Regions from separate parts of the Bombyx mori genome. Here region 1 is linked to region 2. Evidence: chromatin contacts called from public Hi-C data. All regions are on one chromosome and are shown on one strand. The core of a region is the stretch at or near the end of the contact, and the rest is flanking DNA. Distances in the headings are between cores, read along the strand shown. Region 1 holds the start of LOC101744337. Region 2 overlaps LOC101744814 (putative 1-phosphatidylinositol 3-phosphate 5-kinase).

Region 1 (7,015 bases), core at 1,752-4,251, 42 kb before region 2:
TAATCAAACAGAATTCGATTGACGCATTCCGAATAGCACATGTGATTGAATTTAACGTCAACTAAAATACATATGTCAATGTCAAATGTCAATTTGACATAACTAATGTTGAATTCAAATGACACTGAACATAGATGATGTGACACTGAAGACTACTGTCAAATAGGATAAATCACTAACTGGATAAAGTGGCATCGCATAAAAGTTACTTAAAAACCTGCAACTAAACAATAATACGTAAAGCCACTTAAAAGAGGAGTCGTTAGATTAATTTACAGCTGCAAAATATTTCAATGGCATAGAGATAGGCATATCTCATCATAGAGAAAGGCTATTTGGTTTAAACATTAGTGAATTTTTGACTTAAGTGACATTTTTGCAACTTTATAGGAGAGCCATTTATAGTTTAAAATTTGGGAAAAATCTTGTTCAGTTTGAATAGGAAAGAGATTGAAGTTAAATTAAAGACATCGAATTGTTGATTCTAATACCAAAGAAAACGGACCGTTAATTACAAAAATAAATGTCACTTAAACCAACTAAGCTTTCACCCATCGATAAATATTTTTTAATTAATTAAAATATTAATGTCTCATCAAAATAGTGTTTGAATGATTTATTATGTATTTTTCGTTGTTTTATTATTCTTATTAATCTCCGGCCTATTTTCTATATTAATTCATGAATCTGATAATATGTGGAATCAATTTTATTACGAAGTGCAATATTATGTAATTCTAAGGTTCTTGAAGCTATTTATTTTGTAATATCAATTTTGTAAATATGACTAGTTTTATAATATCGACGCTTGAAAGGCAAACATGACTAAGCGACAATACTGCTTTGTACATAAATGATAGGCAATCACCATATTCGATGCGCAAAAAAAAATTATTTCTAGGTCTATTAAAATCATTTCAATCCTACAGCTACTAGCTAGATTCGTTAAAATAAATTTTGTTTTCAGGTATTTCAACTTTAAATTAGTCTACTGTAAAGTTCACGCATTATCGCTTAGTCACGTTTGCCTTTCAAGCGTCGATATGTATTGTTTAAAAAAAAACAATTTAATTTCTTTAAATTAACAATGAATTGGAAATTTATTTTCTGAAACATGTGTATACTGTTTGTTCTTGCTAACCGATATGTTTGCGGCGCACGAATTTTATTCTAAATTAGGGAAATTCGACAGATCCTTCATCCTCTTTTTTCGACTTTAATTGATAATTTAACAAGGCTCTAAATTCCACGAAATTTCTATTTGCCCAATAGTCGTATCTAAGTCAATTTCATTTGTTTTAAACTGACTCAGCTGTTTTTGAATGTTCTAGAAAATTCACTGCCAACCGTAATGTTTGTAAGTAATTGCTGTAGATGTGGAGATTGTTATTACCCATATCATGACATCACCGAATGTCACATGAATACCGCCTTCCGCCTTCAGACATAAGATTGAAGACTCAAATTTCAAGCCCTCACCCTTCACACCAATGCGTTCTGGTTTGAACCAGAAAAGGGCATGCGAAATTGATTTTTATGTTACACCGCTATTCTATTTCAGTTCAGTATGTAAAATTACTAGTGCCAAATAATTTAAATACAATAATTCGATACTTACATTAGTAATTTAGGACATAATATTTTTGACCACGTCAATAATGTTATTTTTATATAAAGGCATTCAAACATTATAATGTATAATTAAAATATAAAATCCGTTTCAAGTTCATGATCAAACGCAACGGAATAAACTATTAGCAACAACAACGCCGTTTCATAATGTGTTTAAATAAATATTTATATAAAAATAATTAAAAATCAATTTCAAATGTAAATGTACCTACATTTTATATTCTCAAAACGTATAATGTTTCATAATAAATGACGACGCTCAGAATTTAATACGAAGAAAAGGTTTATTTTGTAATGTTAAGTATTGAATTGAAATTAAGTATAAATTTATTAAATGCATTTACTCTTAAAAGCGTTTATTTTTTTTTCATGATTTTCCCTGTGACCTTATTTGATTATGTGGGTAAGTTTAATTTTACTAATTTAATTTGCTTCATCTTGAAAGGCATTCGTAAATATAATTCAAATTGCACACTTCATTAAAAAAAGTGGCACCTGCCTGCGGGATTTGAATACTAGTATTTAGTCGCTTGATATGGTACACCTGGCGTCTTATGCTTCGGAGTAATTCGGAGTTCATAAGGATCGCTACTGGCGCTGTTTTAACTGCATACCTACCAATTTGAGTAATTTTACGCTGTCGAGAACGTTAAAAAACTCGCACAAAGCACACAGGTCACGACGAATTTTAATTTGTGGCAGTAAAATAGAGAAAATTAAATACACAACGTACACATTGTCTTATTTGCAATTTATTGATTGTATTGAAAATGTTAATTTAATATGCAATCAAAACAAAACACACTTAACGCCTACGCAACCACCAACATTGTATATAGCATATCATCCAAAGTGTCTTCTTTTTGAATTTCACAATATAAACGAATTTAAAATAAAAACGTATCTTCAAAGAAATTTAAAATAAAAAATTATTCATCAATTGCCTTGTTAGCCCTCATTCTTAAATATAAGCAGTGTAGTGAATTTTATGTTACATAACGTTGAGTTTTATAGTAGTTAAGTGTTAAATTTCTAATAGCCAATGGATTTATTTCGTGAGAAGGGCTTAAATTCTAATTTGGGTCTCCTTTTGAGTGACATGAAGATAGAATCATTTTATACTTAAAATCAAGCACTTCAGGGCTACTTTACCCCTCTAAAAAAATTACTGTCCCTTTCTCAGAGACTGATTCCTATCCTATTGTTATTATAAAATTCTGAAAATTACATTTATTTCTTAATTGAAATTTACGCATTTTTCGTCAATTTAAGTACGACTCTGACACCAAATCTTTGTGTTATCTTTTCATCGAAGTAATTTCTAATGTTTCTGAACGGAAAAAAATATTTGCCATTGGTTGGTGTTTCCAAACAAAAGTCGAACTGTCATTTTCAATTTATCATGGCGGAGGACGAAGACGGTGTTTCGGAAAAGAACTCGCCCCAAAGTTTAAATAATGAGGAACAAGCACAAGAAACTGAGCAAAATGCGTTACAACCTGACCTAGGTATTGAAGTAGCGGGACATGGCGATAGTGAGAACGGCGTGGCATCTCCCACCGAGTCAAAAAGACCGTCTTCCAGTGAGTGTTAAACGAAGTTGTTTTTTGTCCTAAATATAAAGACATTCCTGGCAGACCGTCCGTTTGCATTGCAGAGTCGACGGGAGCAACGCGGAAGGAAGAGAATCCGTTTTCGTTCCGGCATTTCTTAAAGAGGGATCTATCGTTGCCGGGCACTTCAACTTATGAGAACACGGGGGCTCGACCTAAGGTGTACGCCAATACAGTGCAGCACTCGCCAACTCGGGTCGAAGGGCATGCCGAGTCGCGCCGGGACAAGGTCCGAGCACTCGACACGCAAGCCAAAGAGAACAACGCCTGTGATAATGCGTCTTGTAGTAATTCCGTAGAAATACCTCTAAGTGTAGTGGATAATTCCGATTCCAAAAATAATTTTTATTCAGCCAGTAACAATTCGCCCTATTACCATAAACCAAATTTAGCTTCCGAGCCTTTAGGCATGCCCTCATTGCCTGACTTTGTTCAGGACCATATATTAGTGGAACAGGCATATCTTAATACCAATGGACCTATCTCTGTTGATTTGGACAATTTGCCAGACTTTACATTTAATACTAATTTTAATGCTGGGTCATCATCATCTCTTGGTAGAAGGAATAACAGTTATGGAAGTAATAGGGGGTATGATTATGAGGAGTACATGGGTGCAGTGTCAGCTTCGAATGATTCTGGATCTGGACGAAATATTCCACTTGACCTGCCAGAGGGAGCTGAAGCTGCAGGGCCAGTACCACTGGACTTGCCTCCTCACTTGAGCCTGGACCTCACTGACTCTGTGAATCCTAGTGACAGGAGAAATGTGTCACCGAGAAATACATTTCCATTAGATCTGCCACCAAATGCAGGTGAGTTTTATTAGCTAATTATCAATTTTAAATTATACACATTTAGGTTCTATGGTATAAAGTGAGATATCTGTGTGAGATCTGAATACGAACTTTGGATCCCAGCACATAATATTATTAAAATAGCTCTTCAAGGATAAAATCAATATACATTTAAAGTTTCTGAAATCTTAATACAGATTCAAATTTATTTCATGCCAATCAGATAAAGGTTGAGTATTGAGCATTTCTCTATTCATATGTTATGTGATTAAAATGTGAATAGAAGGTTTGAGTTGAAAGTTGAAGTTGAAGGTTGAAATTGAAAAGGTGTTTGAAGTTTCACAGGTGTTTTAGTCTAAATATAAAAGCGATTTTAATCTTTGATTTATAAAATATAAATGAAATTCAATGAAATTCCAATTTGTTTTTTATTGCTGAGGTGCTCACAGCCCACCTGGTGTTAAGTGGTTACTGGAGCCCATAGACATCTACAACGTAAATGTGAAAAAGCCATATCTCAAGCAGTATGTATCTGTAGTGTACCTGTGATATGAGACATTCAAGATTAGGCACTATATTTTCTGAGGATAGCCTGAGCAGATTTATACAATAATAGAACAACCATAACAAATGATACATTAACTTATTGTCTCGAAGTGAACAATGGCATTCATATTGCTATGTCAATGGCCTGAAGTAACCAACTAAGGTCAGGGAAACCAAGAACCAAACTGCAGCATTAAAATAAAAATTTAATGCTCTGTTTCTATATTTAATCAATGATTAAATTCTAAGACGAGGGAGAACTAGGAGAATGGTATATGTAGACAATTCATTTTAGTACTACACTTTGTGTAGTTATCATGAACTTATGATTACAAACAGGAATCTATTTTAATAATTACTTATAATGTTAAGTTGACTATCAACAACAACATAGAATATCTTATTAATTAATTACAAAAGATTGCTTTTGTAAGTTGCAATTGTAGATGTCCAAGCAAGGAGTTGGATTACTTGTGTGTCCAAATGATCATGAAAACTATAGATAGTCAAAATTAAAAAAAACATTGCAAAACTTTTTAGGAGCAGAATCAATGAGGTTACCAGATTTTCTGCCCGTACACCCAGGAAGAACATCCCCAGAGCCAGAGCACCAGGATGAACAGCTTCAACAGATCATGTCTGAGCTTGAAAGGACCAGGTAGTCTTTATTCATTGATCCTTTGTTCATTTGTTTACATTGTTTTTTTACTTGATCAGGATTCCAATTTTATGATTAGCTACCAACCTAGTGTTGCTTGAATATTGTTTGAAATTGACATAGCAAACAATGGAATGTACTTAATAGGAAAGTTATTGTTTTCTACAAACTAAATTCATGCCACCAATATTTTCATTATTAATTGGATATTTTAAAACTGAAACCATAATTACTTGACAGTTGATTAGTTATAAAAATAAGAAATTTTGATTTGTAACACTTTCTGAAGAGTAGTTACTCATAATTGCAGATCGGAATTGTTCACGGAGCGCAGCCGGCGATGCAGATTGGAAGAGGAAATCTCCCGCCTGCGAGCCTCTGAGTCCGATCTGCGAACTCGGCTCCGGGATTGCACCCAGGACAGACAATACAAAGGACAGCTTGACGCAGCCGTCTCCACTGTGGAGAATAATTTTATGGATGCTGCTGTAACTACTTTTTAATTATTAATGACTAGCTCATTAGAAATTTAAAAGTGCCTCTAACATCTACACACTTCTAATTCGATTGAGTGAATAAATAGAGTAAGTAAAGTAATAAATAAAGTAAATAAGTATTAAAGGACCACTTACTACAAGCCTGAATTGCTAAACTACAATACGGAAGCCATAATAAAGGCCATTATTATACGAAGCTCTTTACGTTAATTTATTTGGGCAAAACAGTTGTTTTCTAATTAAAAAAAATAGGAGCCAGTGAAATGAAATGTTTCCAATTAATATTTTATTTTATTTTAGGTGAGAGCAACAGAGGCTGAATCTACAATAGAAAGACTTAAAAAACAAATAAAGAAATTAAAGGTTAGTATTATAGTACAATGTTAACAGATGTTTGACAGCAATATATGGATATCACGATAAAACCTTAAAACACCTTAAACATCATTTTTAAATAATTATAACTTTAAATTTGCTGAATAGTATCATAGAGTGTGCTTGCACTATCTCCGAACCTAAATGGGGATAAATCACAATCCTAATATGAACTAGAACTATGGATAATACCAAATTAAATAATTCTTGCTTTGAACATATATATTTAATAGCAATGCTGATTACTTTCCACACAGTTTTGATTCCCTTGAGACTGTATATTTTGCGTGTATCATGGAAGGAACATTTTTCATTGTGTTTTTACTTTGTACCTAAAATTCCTAGCTAAATCACTGTTTTCAAAAATCGCATTTATAAACGGATTGTATGCTGAATTCAGTTTTAATAATGCTTCGGCTCGTCAGTCGAATGACATGCGTGTCTGTCAGAACCTCATCTCGATGGGTTGATGATGCAGAGTGTGTGTTTGCAGGAGGAGCTGGCGGCGTCGGAGGCCGAGGCGGCGGGTCTTCGCGCCGGGCAGCGGGGCGCCGCCGCACAGCTGCGCCGCGCCACCAGGCTCGCCGACACCTCGCTCAGGTAAGTCCGCTGCGGTGACCCGTGGGCGCAGTGTGGTACCCCGGGGGGCAGTGTGGGACCCCGGGGGGCAGTGTTGGACTCCGAGGGGTAGTGTGGGACCCCAGAAGGTAGTGTGGAACCCCGGGGCAGTGTGGGACCCGGGGAGAAGTGTGGGACCCCGGGAGCAGTGTGGAATCCCGGGGGCAGTGTGGGACCGCGGGGGGGCAGTGTGGGACCCCGGGAGGCAGTGTGGGTCCCGGGCGGGGGCAGTGCATGCGACAGCTCATAATATTGTATTCTGTCAACAGAGAACTTTTG
Region 2 (6,618 bases), core at 3,958-6,457:
CTTTGAAGCAGTGCTTCCACTTTTAGGGAATTCTCCCTTTTTTAGGGAAAAATAGCTGATATTTTGGATGATAAAGACAATTTAAAAAATTCCAGGATTTAGGATATTTCGGGGTAAAAAGCAAAGCCTAGTATACTAGTAACTGTTGTGAATTTTAAAATAAACGATAATTAAAGTAGAACAATGAACATTTTATTTTATGGAGAGAGAATGACATTAAGTCGAGTTGACAAGTAAAAGAATAAAACAGAGTTGTGTATAAAAACTATAAAGAAGGTTTGATTCAACAGTAACCCTCTAGTAAAGTAAATCATAGATTAAGCCACTGCTTTTTTCTTAGGGATTCCCCAGAATCCCAATAAGTATAATCCGCCGAACTTTTATTTACCTATTTTCGTTGATGTCACCAGAACTTACTTGTATTGTAATATACAGGTACTTCATGTACCATGAAAGATTATCATGGTAATTTCATTTACGAAAACCTTGTAATTGTCATTTCACTTTTGCTAGCAGTTCCTTCTTCAAAGACTGAGGTGGAAAGATTATTCAGTGTTCTCAAATGTAAAAACTGACAAAAGAAACAGGCTTTCTAATAAAACCCTGAACGGCTTGCTTCATAGAAAGTTCCCAACTTTGCCAGCAAACAATTGCTCACTTTTAGAACCGAACAGTGTTAAGTTGTGTGCAGCAAAAGAATATAAAAGCAATGCGTCGACTTCCTTGAAAATTCTAATCCTATAGATCTATGATCTTCTGGGGGCGTTTATATTATATATACCTACATTAAATAATATGCTGTGGTTTATTTTCTGTATTTTATTTATGCTTTCTATATAAAGGATTTATGAAAGTTGTCTAGGAAATTTTAGGGAAAATTCAAAAGAAACTAGGGTAAAATGTGTTAAAAAAAACGTAAGTGGAAACACTGCTTTGAAGTTTTCAAAATTCCAGGGCCGTAAAATAATCTCAAAAAAAAAAAAAGTTTTCAAAATGTCGTAACGATTTAATTTTTTAAATCGTTTTTTTTTTTGTCTTGGTGTGAGTTATTTTACGTTGTAGTATTAATTTAGAGCATGTTTTAGCTTTATGAGAATATTAGACGATTAGACATTGAGAAACTCCGTTTTGAATTCTCTTTAGACATAACTTGGCTCCAATACTTTTTTCTTCGTTAGCGTTTCGTAAGCCTGTGTAACTATTTTCATTTCTTACAGAAAGTTTATTATTAAAAATCAGCATGCCTCGAAGAACGAAAATGAAATGCTATTTCGGATGCCTTGATAACGGTGAGTTTACACTATTTTCCCGGTATATTATTTGCTAACAGAATTATTATTCATAATATAATTAAATGAATTAGCACCAACTAATGGTCCTTCCTATTTCTGCTGCCTAGCTATCATATATGTTAAGTTTGATCAAAACAGTCGGTATTAAGTCTCGTACTATCACACACACACCTCAGATAATAAAATTGTCTCGAATGGGTGGAAGTATTTATGTTTTGCAACTCAGCGTATTATATGCTTATTGTCAAGTGGGCCCGAACTAGTTTTTTGGAATGATCAATCAGTCATGCTTTCCTGTTTAAATAAAATACAGCACAATTGATTTCACATCCAAAGTTAGATGATTGCATTCACGTTTTGTTTCCTGGTGTTTGATAACCAAGTTACACCAAGTGGCCTGTGACCACGTTCATCCTTCTACCCAATATAAAATAATGTTTTTATTTTTGTAGACAAAGGTTTGATAATGACAAAATTTTATGGAAAAATTATAAGGAGCACTAAAATGTCTGAAACATGAAAAGATTGATGCACTATATTTGAACCAGAACGTGTTATGTAATATATTAATTTGTAAGTATGATTACATTAACACTCAATTTTTCATGGTCGTATTTTTTCAATATTTGTTACATACTTAAGATACTTTGTTTCTCCGTTTCAGAAGAGAAACTGATTCAGCAAGGAATGTGAACTCTCAAGGGATCTTAATTTTTTTTTAATATGTTTATAATTTTTAAATTAATAATTGAAATAGTTCTTAAGAACTAAATTGTTTGTTTTAAAATAGGTTGTTTAGTTCTTATAGTTATAATACGTCTTATAGTTACGTTTGAATAGTTGTAATTAGTAAGTTAGTAATATATGAAAATACTGATATAAATTTTTGTAAATAACCTTTTGTAAATTCTACGAGAAGATGATTTTAATTAATGATCAAAAGTCAACGGTCTTCAAAAGCATTATTTGCAATTATTTAGATTAACTGTGGAATATATTTGCTAAGTTGTGTTTTCTGTATGAGCAGATATAAATGAAAATGCCCAAACATGATTATGTTTCTTACATTTTCATTATGTGAAATCAATATGCTTGTGACTGAGTATATTAATAATTTATTAAAACTTCAGTGATAGCAACCCTTATGCACTGCTGAAGTTTATAAGCACTGGTGACCACTTATCATGAGCCGGGTTGCGTGCTCATCTGCTGTTGAGTGCAATAAAAAATTTCGAAACCATTTCTATTATTTAGATGTAATATTAATGTACATTTAATTTGGATTAAAAGATAAATTTACATTTTATGTTTGCATGTGTATGTTTATAATTCATTTGCATGTAACGAACATCAGCTTCTTTTGTGACAAAATGCAAACTAATAGTTTGTAATTAATGTAATTAACTTTAAGATGATTTTCTTTCAATCTGCTGTTTGTTTCATCTAGTATTACCAAAGCTAAAGCATCAGAAACGTCAGAATAGAAATAATTTAGATAGGGAATAAAAGTATAACTAATGTAATCATGTCTAAAATTACTATAAGCGTCATTAAGTACAAACTATCAATATTTAAGAGTACTTTAAATCATCATTACATTTTTTAAACATTTTTTGTTTTTTTTTGTTTTTCAAATCATGTAACAAAACGTTTGTGCAGAACAAAATGTCACATGTTATGAACATGATTGTGGGTTAATCGTTTCTTAAATTTCTAAATATTTATAAGAATGCTAAGATTATTTTAGTATTCAGTTTAGTGTGTGTATTATCTCTACAATGCTAGTTTAAATGACAATTATTGTATGACGAAGCATAGGTAGTGTTTATAGATGTAGTATTTTCATACAAGGTCATGATCTGTCATGATCAACTTTAAGCAAGAACTGCTATCGTTAAGAAACAAATTTATTAAATTTAATTCAAATTGTCTACTATGTTTGTAATGGAAAGCTGACATGTTTATATTTCGCACAAATGACTTAATTGACATTGAATGATTTGATTATCTAGACTTAATTAACTTTTAGATAACTTTCGATTTAATGTGTACGCTAGTAGGATTAATCTAGAGGAGTTATTGTTATTCGAAATTTTATACAATTGTACGTTCATACAATCTTTTAACAGAAAATTGTTTGTAATATAGGGAAATTAAATAGCTTACAGAGAATTACAGCTTTTTATTTTAAAAAACTGTTTTCTCTCTGTATGAAAAGATCTTATCGATTAGAATGCTGAACATAATCAAACATTCCTTAATATCTCATAAGTACTACCGGGAATTTCAGCGATTCTAAACGATAAGATTTTTTCATAAAGAGAGTTATTAAAAATATTAAAATTACTAAAAAAGCCATCTGGTGGGGGGTAGGGAGACTAATAATCGACCGTAGCGACGCCTGCTGGACCGGGCTTTAACTAAAGCAAAAATAAAAATGAGAGTTGCGCATCTATCTCGAATATATTAAGTGTATAATCTATGGTCCGGAGATATACTAGCTCATAATTATCGCTTGAGACAGCTGATCTGTTTTCAGATAGGTCAATGACCCGATCGTTGTATAACATTTAAATGAGACTACCTTCATTGTGTTCAACAGCTGGAGTTTCGTCTTCGCTCGAAGAAGGCGCCCGTTGTTCTAGGAAGGAGCGAAACGTTAACGACATTAACTGTGTGCTCAGTGCGAGTTTTTTAACTTCTCGATCGCGTAAAAGTTTACTCAAATTGGTATACATTATTTCTGGTCTAAATAAGGCCTAAATAATTTATAGACACTTAAGATATAACACGTAGTGAAAAAGCTCACTGCTCACCTTGTGCTAAGTGGTGACCCGAACCCAGACCTCATGACATGACTGTCGCCATCCAGCTTGATACATGAGGTCTAAATCTCAACTATAACGTATAGCGGCTATTCTTACTCTCTAAATCGGACCGAGCACCTGATTCAGTCAATATCAATCGTAACTACTTTGCTTAATTGTTTTGTAATCAGTTTCCGGTTATCAATCGATATTTCGACCTTATGACTAGAGGTGTATGGCTGTAATTCTGTTGCACTGTGTATAGAAGCTTATGAGTCAAGTGGCCCTCGGCATAAAGTTACATGAGCAGGGATTTCCGACACCGCGGCATAATGCGGTATGGAGGCGCGGCCCAATATCCCAGTTTTAAGTTTCTGATTTCGCTGAGGATAAAGTCATAAATCTAACCTGCTTTATTTGTTTTGATGAGCCGGGCCGAGCTGTCGTCTAGATTTAGATCCAGGCAGTAAGACGACACGCTCTCAACGATTCGAGTGCATTCTTCAGCCGCTGTAAAATAAATTATGTTTCAAAATGATGATTGAGCAGTCATTGTCTTTGTTGTACTTGTACTCCACAAGTAGCCCTGAAACTGCAATACTTTAAGACAAATATGGAGTACAAGAAGCTGCAGGGCCCTGAAACTGCGATACTTTAAGACAAAGATTTTTTTGTATGAAAACTAGCGACATCTTGTAGCGCATGCTCCTAAGCTTATATGTTGTTAAAGTTAAGGCATTTAATTATTGTATAACTAAACACAGATACCTAAAATTTTTATAAATCATACAAGTCTTTATTTGTTATAGACAAATTGATTAAATTTTATCAATTTGTGGTTTCTGAAAATTTACAAAATCTTTCATTAAAAATAAAATAGAGGATAGGTGATATGATACTGCCATCCACGGGCACGGCAATGAAAAACTATTCGAAGCGAAACCATCTAGTGGCCAACGCCCGTGAGCATTTTTGTTGAGTGCTTAAGTTAGTTATCTATAACTAATTTATGTGTATTATCTATGAGTAGCTGGTTGGCACTGACGGGGCTGGTCGTGGGCGAGGGTCGGTAGTTCGGCCAGCGGCCGGTACAGCGCGTAGTCTGCAAAGTGAGGGTCGGGAGTCGCGCCCTGCACGTAGCCCGCACTCAGCAGCGCCTGGCACACGCTCGTCGCCTGGGCTCTGGGAACAATTAATGACGATCCACCTACAGTTTTTTAATTTTTTGCTTGGATGTATGGATGAGCTCACTGGTGTTAAGTGATTACCGGAGCCCATAGACATCGACAACGTAAATGCCGCCACCCATCTTGAGCCATGAGACATGAATGTACGGTCTCACTTTTAACAGTACAACGGCTGCCCCACCCTTCAAACCGAAACGCATTACTGCTTCACGGCAGAAATAGGCAGGGTGGTGGTGCCTATCTGTGCGGACTCACAAGACGTCCTACCACCCGTAAAATCATAAATGCATCATCTACATTAATATACAAATGTCCAACTTTAAAGGTGCTGTATATTTTATATCAATAAACTTTTATCTGCGGTCTATATGCTGAAGTAGCTGCATTGAGCCGACAGCCACTGAACTTACCGACCAGGAGGCCCGGATTATTCTGCCACACATCAACCTCACAATCGTTTAGGCTATTTAGCTAATGATTAATATCGAATGTTTACCTCGTTTTATTACTGGTGTTGTCCATAATCCATTGCATTATGTCGCATCCGCGCCACACTCCGTTGTAGCGTACTAATCGATATCTGAAAGGTTCAACGTTTTTACTGTCAATAAAAGCCAGAAACTGTTTTACCTCCTACCCATCAAACCTCCTTCGAAACATGTATAATCTTGTAATGATGTGTTTTTTACAATAAAGAATGTTATCCAATGGAATTGTCCAACATAAAATTTAATTCACTTAACCTTTGCATGCATTCAATACATATTTTGCCTGTATCTCGCTGTGTGGAGTCAGCGCTCGGTCAGAATATCCTCGTTTTCAATTTTGACCGATAATATATCATGTCTTCACTCATAGCCTTCTCTCACATATCCACTTTCACACAGTCCAAATCTCATTAAGATGACCGATCCTCACATTATTGTTACATTTGAGTCGACTATTATCAAAGGCGGCAATATGACTTTTGGACAATGATTGGTAAATCAGAAAAACGAATTATTGACTTTGTATTCCACTGGCAGTCACAAAACTCTTCGGAACGACATCTTAGATAAATAACAGGTTAACTATTAAACTTTATTTAATGCAGGTTTTGAACCGTATTCTTTGAAGGAGACGATTATATTCAAATCAATCTGTATTGACATATCAATAAAAAAAAATTGTCCAAATGCACAGATTGCCACCTTTGATAATAGACGACTCATTTATATTACAGTCACATTCTCATTACATTATAATACTATTTAAATAATGAAGTTAACTTTAACTAAAACAAAACAACAGTGATCACAGCACATATTATAGCAACGACTAATTGTGTAAAAT

Evidence for each region. A called contact is a pair of places that touch in the nucleus more often than the background predicts.
Region 1: a Hi-C map of middle silk gland shows a contact between it and region 2, with 1.6 times the contacts expected there. The contact joins the promoter of LOC101744337 here to the enhancer-like site in region 2. A contact is called at or near these places in 3 of 7 Hi-C or Micro-C datasets (middle silk gland, posterior silk gland and whole pupa).

Annotation. Positions count from the first base shown.
Region 1 is chr11:7,429,712-7,436,726 of ASM3026992v2, reverse strand. LOC101744337 reads left to right here and starts at 3,001. Exons shown (of 7, transcript XM_012695070.4): 1 at 3,001-3,215; 2 at 3,290-4,060; 3 at 5,129-5,246; 4 at 5,557-5,734; 5 at 6,044-6,106; 6 at 6,612-6,718; 7 at 7,006-7,015. The coding sequence starts at 3,035. LOC101744192 (transmembrane protein 64) reads left to right here. Exons shown (of 3, transcript XM_004931630.5): 3 at 1-1,984.
Region 2 is chr11:7,390,005-7,396,622 of ASM3026992v2, reverse strand. It overlaps LOC101744814 (putative 1-phosphatidylinositol 3-phosphate 5-kinase), which reads right to left. Exons shown (of 33, transcript XM_038013912.2): 5 at 5,783-5,866; 6 at 5,145-5,281; 7 at 4,508-4,609; 8 at 3,877-3,933. It overlaps LOC134199663 (a long non-coding RNA gene), which reads left to right and starts at 670. Exons shown (of 4, transcript XR_009974241.1): 1 at 670-1,041; 2 at 1,218-1,289; 3 at 1,745-1,865; 4 at 1,957-3,464. Within about 2 kb of position 5,207, at least 1 of the 8 cell types and tissues checked has open chromatin away from gene starts, as enhancers often do.